Linked DNA regions of Acanthopagrus latus: region 2 is linked to region 1. Evidence: chromatin contacts called from public Hi-C data. All regions are on one chromosome and are shown on one strand. The core of a region is the stretch at or near the end of the contact, and the rest is flanking DNA. Distances in the headings are between cores, read along the strand shown.

Region 1 (3,669 bases), core at 538-3,037:
TCCCGAAGGGTCAAAGGATAAATTCGTGGGATCTTTCGTTAAATATTTAGATTTTTTTTTACTTTTCAGGCCTCAAACTTTTATTTAAATGAAGCCGAGTCAGAATTTTAGATAACTTTTTTCGGTGAATAGACATTTGCTGTGTGTCAGTTCAGGGTCTGCGCCCTCTGAAGGACTCGGCCTTTGCAGTCTTTGAAGGCCGAGTCCTTCACAGACCTTATTAACTGCGTCAGCCGTTGTTAAATGTGATGGTCTCGCCTTTGGAGCATTTCCTGGTTGCATCACCAGATGTTTTACCCTTATGTAATGATTTCTGCCGCCCAGACCCGCAAAAGTGATGATCTACGCCAATGTTGCCATGTTTGTTATTCCTTCTTTTACGGGTGTGCAAAGAATCTTGGGATATGTGAGGCAACGAAGGATGACAGCGGTGCATCCTCCAAAAACAGCGAGAAGAAGCAGCGTTTGTGGGCTGCATCTGGAGGAGCCTTCAGACTGGGATGTAATTGACCTTCAAATGCTCCTTCGAAGTATGCAAACCCTGAATTAAGACACAGCAAGTGAGTAGAAACTGCATTTTTTTTCACGAACCATAGAGGTTTGGGAATCCCTAGTTTTAAAAGGGACACTTCATAACAAAATCAAAACTACACACTTCTGCATCATTATATTGCAGGAAAATGTGATGTGGCCCTGAAAATTCAGATTTCTATTCATCCATTCATCATTTGCTGCTGTCATTATCGTTACAGCTGTGGCGTGGAGTCTGTCATCCAGTTAAGTTAGAACGATTTTAAAACCACATATTCATAGTTAGCGTTAGAGTTATCATTCTTGGTGTGGACGGCCCTTAATGGCGTCCTCCTCTGCTGAGCTGTAATGGCAGTGATGTAGTTTATGAGTCTCTCGTCCGTGAGCAGATGCACGCTGCCTTCAGCACGGTGACGTGGTTAATGGGTGTAATTTGGCAAAAAGAAAATAGATGGTGGGTTATCTTGAGGAAATACTACAGATAAGAGGAAAACTATTTGATTTCTGGGGTGAACTATCCATTTAATTTCACTGGAACATTTTATTTTATTTTTTTTAAATACAAGATCACAATCTGAAGGGTTACCAGTAACTCCAGCTTTCAAATAAACATAGTGAGGTACAATATTTCCCACTCAGGTGTAATGAATAAAATCATCAAGTAGCTTAAAATTAATAGACTTACATTCAAGTACATGTGCATCCCATTAAACGTATCAAGATCACCCATAAAATGTCAGATAAAACAGGTAAACACACCTTTATCGTCAAACTCAATGGGCTGACAGCGCTCGGATGTTGATGTCAGATCACACTGATAAACTACACCTGTAACGTTCACCTGGTTCCGATGTTTCGCTCGTGGAGCTCCAACCAGCAATCTGAGGGGAAAATACCTCAAGTGGTTACACAGAGTTTTTTTTAAAAATTGACTCAACACTTAACAAGTGTTGAACGTGTCACTCACAGGTTCCTTCTGGCAGGATTCAGCTGCTGGTGGAAGGCAACAGAAAATCCAAACAGGCTTCCTGGATCTCCGTTTCTCTGCAACACGTTCGTGGTGTCCAGATTGAAAGCTGCGATCTGGAGGAGCCAGACGCTGCACAGATGCACCACGTACCAACGCATCGCTACGCTTCTTTAGATTAATAAATGTGTAATCTGCTCTGTGCCACGCAGTGCTCGTGCTCTCTGAGAGCACAGAGGAGGTGGAAACCCTCTTATAAAACGGTTTAGACTCAGAAAGTGTTAACTGGTTCATTGTAAACACAGACAGTCAGGGTGTGGTCGAGATGTTTATCTGCACACAAACAAAGCTGCAATGTCTGACTTTATGACCAGATAACTCAAAGTTAATATTAACTAAATTTCCGCTTTGATCTGAGTCAGTCGTGAGTCACAGCATCTGCGCTGAAGTCGTCTGAAGATAACACCATGTTGTGACTGTCACTGCAAACCACTTAACCAAAGATCAGCATGCAAACAGCAGGATATTCTCAGAACTTGTTCTTGTTATTTACTAATTTTGTCTGTGAGATTTCAGAAACATCCTGCTACTCATTCACACCTGAGCCTCCATCCCAGAAATGCTAAATGCAAAAAGGCAAAAAAAAAGGGCTAGCAACAAACATGAGTAATTCACAACTCAAAGTACGAGTTGGGACGATGGATGCAGAAACACATAAAAAAAAAAAAAAACACACGATGGGCATGATGGACACATGAACCAAAGAAGAGTGAGGGGCAAACACAGGGGGGTGATTAATTAATGAGACACATGTATACAAAGACAAAAAGAATGTGGAAACATACAAAGGCAGGAAGAGGAATGTGAAACATGACACATGCAGATAAAAATACAAAATAAAAAATACTCACATCATATGCAGCTCCACTATCACTGCCCTGAAAATGCTGTGGTGCATAAAGGCCTAATTTTCACACAGTTCATTCACACATTTCCCAAAATAAAAACTCTAAACACCACCAATCTTCTAATTTACAAGAAACCAAACTCAACAATGAGGACAGAGGGAGGAGACGTTAGAAGCATCCTTAACAAACAGCGCTGTAAAGCTACTGTAACTCACCACAGACATCAGACCATACACTCCAACATTGTCTCTTTTGCAAATATGGGCTAGTTTAGCTCATTAAATTCAGTTTTTTTCACTCACATTTTCAAGTTTTGGCAAAAAGGTGAACACCCAAATATGGACATGATGGCAGGCAGGTCAGGAACAAAAGGTGAGCTTTAATAAAGTAGATGTAATTGAGTCCAAAGTGGCAAGAAATAAAAAACACAGACACAAGAAGCAGGACTAAGGACTAAAAACTAAATAAGGTACAATCCAAAGAAGCACTGGGAAAACAGGCAGGAACATGAGGAGCACAGGACTGAAGTGTGGACGACATAATGGTAGAGATGACAAAGAGCCGAGGACAAGGACTTAAACTTACAGGGAGTGATAAGTAATTTGACACAGGTGAGCAGCCGGAAAACAAACAGAGTGTTGGAAAAAACACAGGAGGCTAATCAGGGGCAGGTGAACCCAATCAGGACAATCACAAGGGAGGGAAAACAAGAGAAAGAGCAGGAAGTAACATGACATGACACAAGAGACCTTACAAAATAAAACAGGAAATATGACCAGAAACCAAAACCATGACACGTAGTTTGTTCCTGGGTTAAATAGTTTCATCTGCAGGTGCTAATGAAGGAGAAATTTGTTAGTTAACATTTGTGAACAAATCAAAACGGATTGGAGCTAAAATGGACCATTTCAAAAAAGTGGCCCCAGGTGTAAATGACACCTCTGACTGGAGGGTTCAAGAAACTAAAAGCACATTGTTTCACCAGGTGGCAGCAGAGTTTCTGTTTCCAGTTGATATGGTGTTAAAACACGTCAGGCCTACAGATCTGCTGCACTGAGCGTAACAGCAACAAAGTCACTGAATAGTCTAATTAGGCTGAAGGTGAAATCTTGTGTTAAGTGTTATCTTTGTGCAGCTGCAGCAGTCGTAATTGTGTTAATAGTTTCACATTTAATGTAAAAAGTGACGTTAAAAAAACAAGAATGACTGTGGATTCATTGATACACCTGAGCATCAACAAGCCCGACACATTCATAATGAAAC
Region 2 (3,669 bases), core at 360-2,859, 150 kb after region 1:
AGAGGATGTTGTTATTTCAGCCTCTGCTCAGGACGGTCATTTTTACTCTTCTCAAAAACGAACCAGAGTACAGAAGGATAGATAAAAACAGAACAAAAAGTCCAACTTTAAGTTTAAATTTAAAACAGTTTGTAAAGAATTCACTGCTGAACCAGATCCCAGTTTAAAAATCAGAGAGATGCAGATTTATTATTGTTTGATGTTTTATTACTGTTATAAGATTCTGTATGAAGTTGTTTTTGCTTCCCTTTCCTGTGATTCAGCAAAACACACCAACACACACACACACACACACACACACTGCTGTGGCATACTGGTTGCCATGGTAACCAGACTAGACAGTGACTCAGCTTGTTGCCGAGTGAATCAGTAAAATACAAAGTGTGCATGTTTTGTGTTCACTGTTAATTACCCGCTGGATGTTATGGAACAGATTTGTGCCTGTATGCGCTGAATAATTGATGAAGTGCACATATATATGCACTTCATCAATTATCCAGTTCTTCATCCAATCGAGCGTGTTTTTGTTTTTGCACAAGACAACTGAGGACAGAATTTATATCAGAACATCTCATCATGTCTGAATACCAAATCTGATGATTACACTGTTAATTTAACTAATAAACCAAAATCGTAATTATCTTGTCTTCACCTTGAAATCTAAAAACACTCCTCATACAGTCACACTCAGCTTCCACTGCAGTGCAGCTGTTGGTCAGACTGATCACGTCCCCCTGACATTTTCAAACATTTCCACTTCAGTGTTGTGCCAGGATGTGATTATATTTGTGTCAAAGGGTTTTTTTTCCCTGAACATCACTTACTTATGTGACTCATGGACTCTTTGTGCTCATGAGGCTGGTTGATAAACATTATGAGGATGATGTGTGTTGAACATTAATGTCTCTTATACACAGAATATTAAATGTCAAATATAATTTCTGTTTATTTTATACACAAAGACAATCCTGCACCTTTATGTACAACCTTTAGCAATATCTACTAACTGGCACCAAGTGTGGTATATCACTATCAGTGCCTAGTTTAAGTATCTTTAATCATATTTTACAATTGTTTTATTCATTTTAGCTTCAGTGTGCATAATATGGCCTTTTGAATTATTTGATTCATTAGAAAGAAGGATATGTATCCAACAATAAATCAAATTACTGATATTCAAGACTTCTTCTCTGCACACTGCTGCCATCTGCTGGTGGGAAGCAGGTGTTTCTGTTGATTTAGAGGTTTTGATTTTTCTACTCAGTCAGCTGGTGTCTGCTGCTCATCAGCAGCATTATATCACAGAAGCAGGCGTCTGAATGTCCATGTACATGTCGGTGTGTGAATCCACAAGGATGAGAGGTTAACTGGCTCACAGAGACACGTTTGAGGGTTCAGTTTCTACCTAGAACTGTAATAAAATGTTTTTTAATTTGGTTTTAAGTCGTTGTCGTCCTGCATTCAAAATCGTACTTAAGTGAAAGTACAAACATCAGAATACTTATTTATACATTCATTATAAAATTGTTGATGTATTTCATTTATAAGTTTCCCCAAAAATGAAAATTCAGTCATTATCTACTCACCTCCTTGCTGAAAGTCCACCAAACATTTCTGGAGCTTCACAGCAAAACAGCGTTGCAGCTCTCTGGAACAGAAGTAGAAGGAAACTTGTTGTAAGATGCAGAAAACATCAGGCCGCCATTTTCTTCTGCTTTAAACTGGAAATATTGAATAATAATATCCATGTGCCTGGTCTTATTTTAAAACTGCTGTTCAACATCTAATCTTGCTTCAGGTAACTTACATGCTGCGTGGAAATAATGTTTCATGCAGCTTACAGCCTGCATAAGTGTTAAAACAACATCTAAACTGTTCTTTACTGTACAGGGAAAAGATTCAAAGTCACATTCAGTTGTTGCGGCTGTTGAAAGGCAGGAAAGTCAAGCATGGCCCTGATGCAGGTGACCAAACTGAATGGTGACTGTTGACGGACACTCAGCCAGGTTGCAGAATGCTCACAACTCTCCTCAACTAGAGAGAAGAAGAAGAAGAAGAAGAAGAAGAAGAAGAAGAAGAAGAAGAAGAAATCTCCACAGGGCCGAAACAGACCTGAGTGTCCGGCTGTCAGTCGGCTTGGCTGAGGTCTGCAGCGCGTCAAGGACAGAATGAGAATGACAATCAGACTGACCTCTTTTAAGCCCTCACAGGAGGGTGTTTGTCAGACCCTGGTTGGCCGTGAGAGGGATGCCCCAAGCTGCTATCGCTCCGTTAATTAGGAGCCGCTCGTCACCACCTGCACAAAGGTGATCTGAATCCACTGCAAGCGATCCAGGGAGGTTTTGAAAGTCAGCCAAAATAAGAAGGATGGCTACACAACAGGACCGCTACAGTTACATCAGGCAAATTGTTACAGACAGAAATTTGTACAAAAACTGTGTGGGGGGGAGCACCATCGCACAAAATGCCAAATTCTGTGCATTAACTGTAAAGTATGCTGTATGAAGTTTAGTCCACAGAACAATCATGATATTCATCCAGTTTTTTGGGGGCGTAAAAGCCAGTCTGTATCTCTTAAAGCCCAAAGTCTGTTGTGGTATTCCTGCAGTGTTCCTCTGATATTTCAGGGAACACAGAGAATCTGTGCTGCTGAAAATACTCCCTCAGCCCAAAATACCTGTGGGGAGATACGACCTGTACAGGTGTAAATAACCTGCACTGTGCTCAGCTGCTACAGTTCAACACTTCCACGTACAATTTGTACCGTTGAAATGATTAAAAATGCTTCATGTCCACATCCAGTAAAGAATATTGCTCCCATCGGTCCTTGACACTAATAAAAATTAACATATTACCAAAATTATGGGACGAAAGCAAACTGATCCTCGATCAGATCTGCTGGGACGAAGTGAAGGTGATGTTGTCGCACAAATTAAGACTCAGACAAAGAAGTGAATATAGTTTCAATGGTAGTTTAATTTTAACATTCAACATAAGTATCAATTATCATCACTCACATATCCATGTTTTTTTATTTTATCTAACCAGGACCTGGGAAAGTGAAGATGACTGTTCACAATGAAGAACTAAAACTTTAAGGTCGGGAAAAGAGTGGATGAGTCAATGGAGCTAACAGAGGAGACGGCTGGGGTGGAGAGAGGCCGGAGGAGGAGGAGAGGAGGAGGTGGAGGTGGAGGAGCAAGGAGGAGGTGGAGGTGAAGGAGGTGGAGGAGGAGGAGGAGGAGGAGGTGGAGGTGGAGGAAGAGGAGGTGGAGGAAGAGGAAGAGGAGGAGGAGGAGGAGGAGGAAAGAGGAGGAGGTGGAGGAGCAAGGAGGAGGAGGAAGAGGAAGAGGAGGAGGAGGAGGTGGAGGAGGAAGGAGGAGGAGGTGGAGGAGCAAGGAGGAAGAGGAAGAGGAAGAGGAGGAGGAGGAGGTGGTGGAGGAGGAGGTGGTGGAGGAGGTGGAGGAGCGAGGAGGAGGAGGAAGAGGAGGAGGAGGAGGAGGAGGAGGAGGAAGAGGAGGAGGTGGAGGAGGAGGTGGAGGAGGAAGGAGAGGTCTGATGAACACAGAAGTGAAACAGGAGGTGAAGAAATCACACACGGAGAATAATACTGATATGTCTCAAACCCAGAATAGCAGAGCTGTAAATTAACTGTGAAAGTGTGACAAT

Evidence for each region. Hi-C and Micro-C count contacts between places; a contact is called where the count stands out from the background.
Region 2: a contact with region 1 is called in a Hi-C map of liver, with 2.4 times the contacts expected there. The contact joins the promoter of LOC119007137 here to the promoter of LOC119007073 in region 1. A contact is called at or near these places in 2 of 4 Hi-C or Micro-C datasets (liver and muscle).

The regions. Positions count from the first base shown.
Region 1 is chr18:27,946,486-27,950,154 of fAcaLat1.1, forward strand. LOC119007073 (integrin alpha-6-like) reads right to left here and starts at 1,788. Exons shown (of 25, transcript XM_037076426.1): 1 at 1,499-1,788; 2 at 1,291-1,412. The coding sequence starts at 1,659.
Region 2 is chr18:28,101,591-28,105,259 of fAcaLat1.1, forward strand. It overlaps LOC119007137 (ribonuclease-like 3), which reads right to left and starts at 1,610. Exons shown (of 2, transcript XM_037076550.1): 1 at 1,587-1,610. It overlaps LOC119007142 (a long non-coding RNA gene), which reads left to right and starts at 2,114. Exons shown (of 3, transcript XR_005071034.1): 1 at 2,114-2,306; 2 at 3,049-3,184; 3 at 3,249-3,270.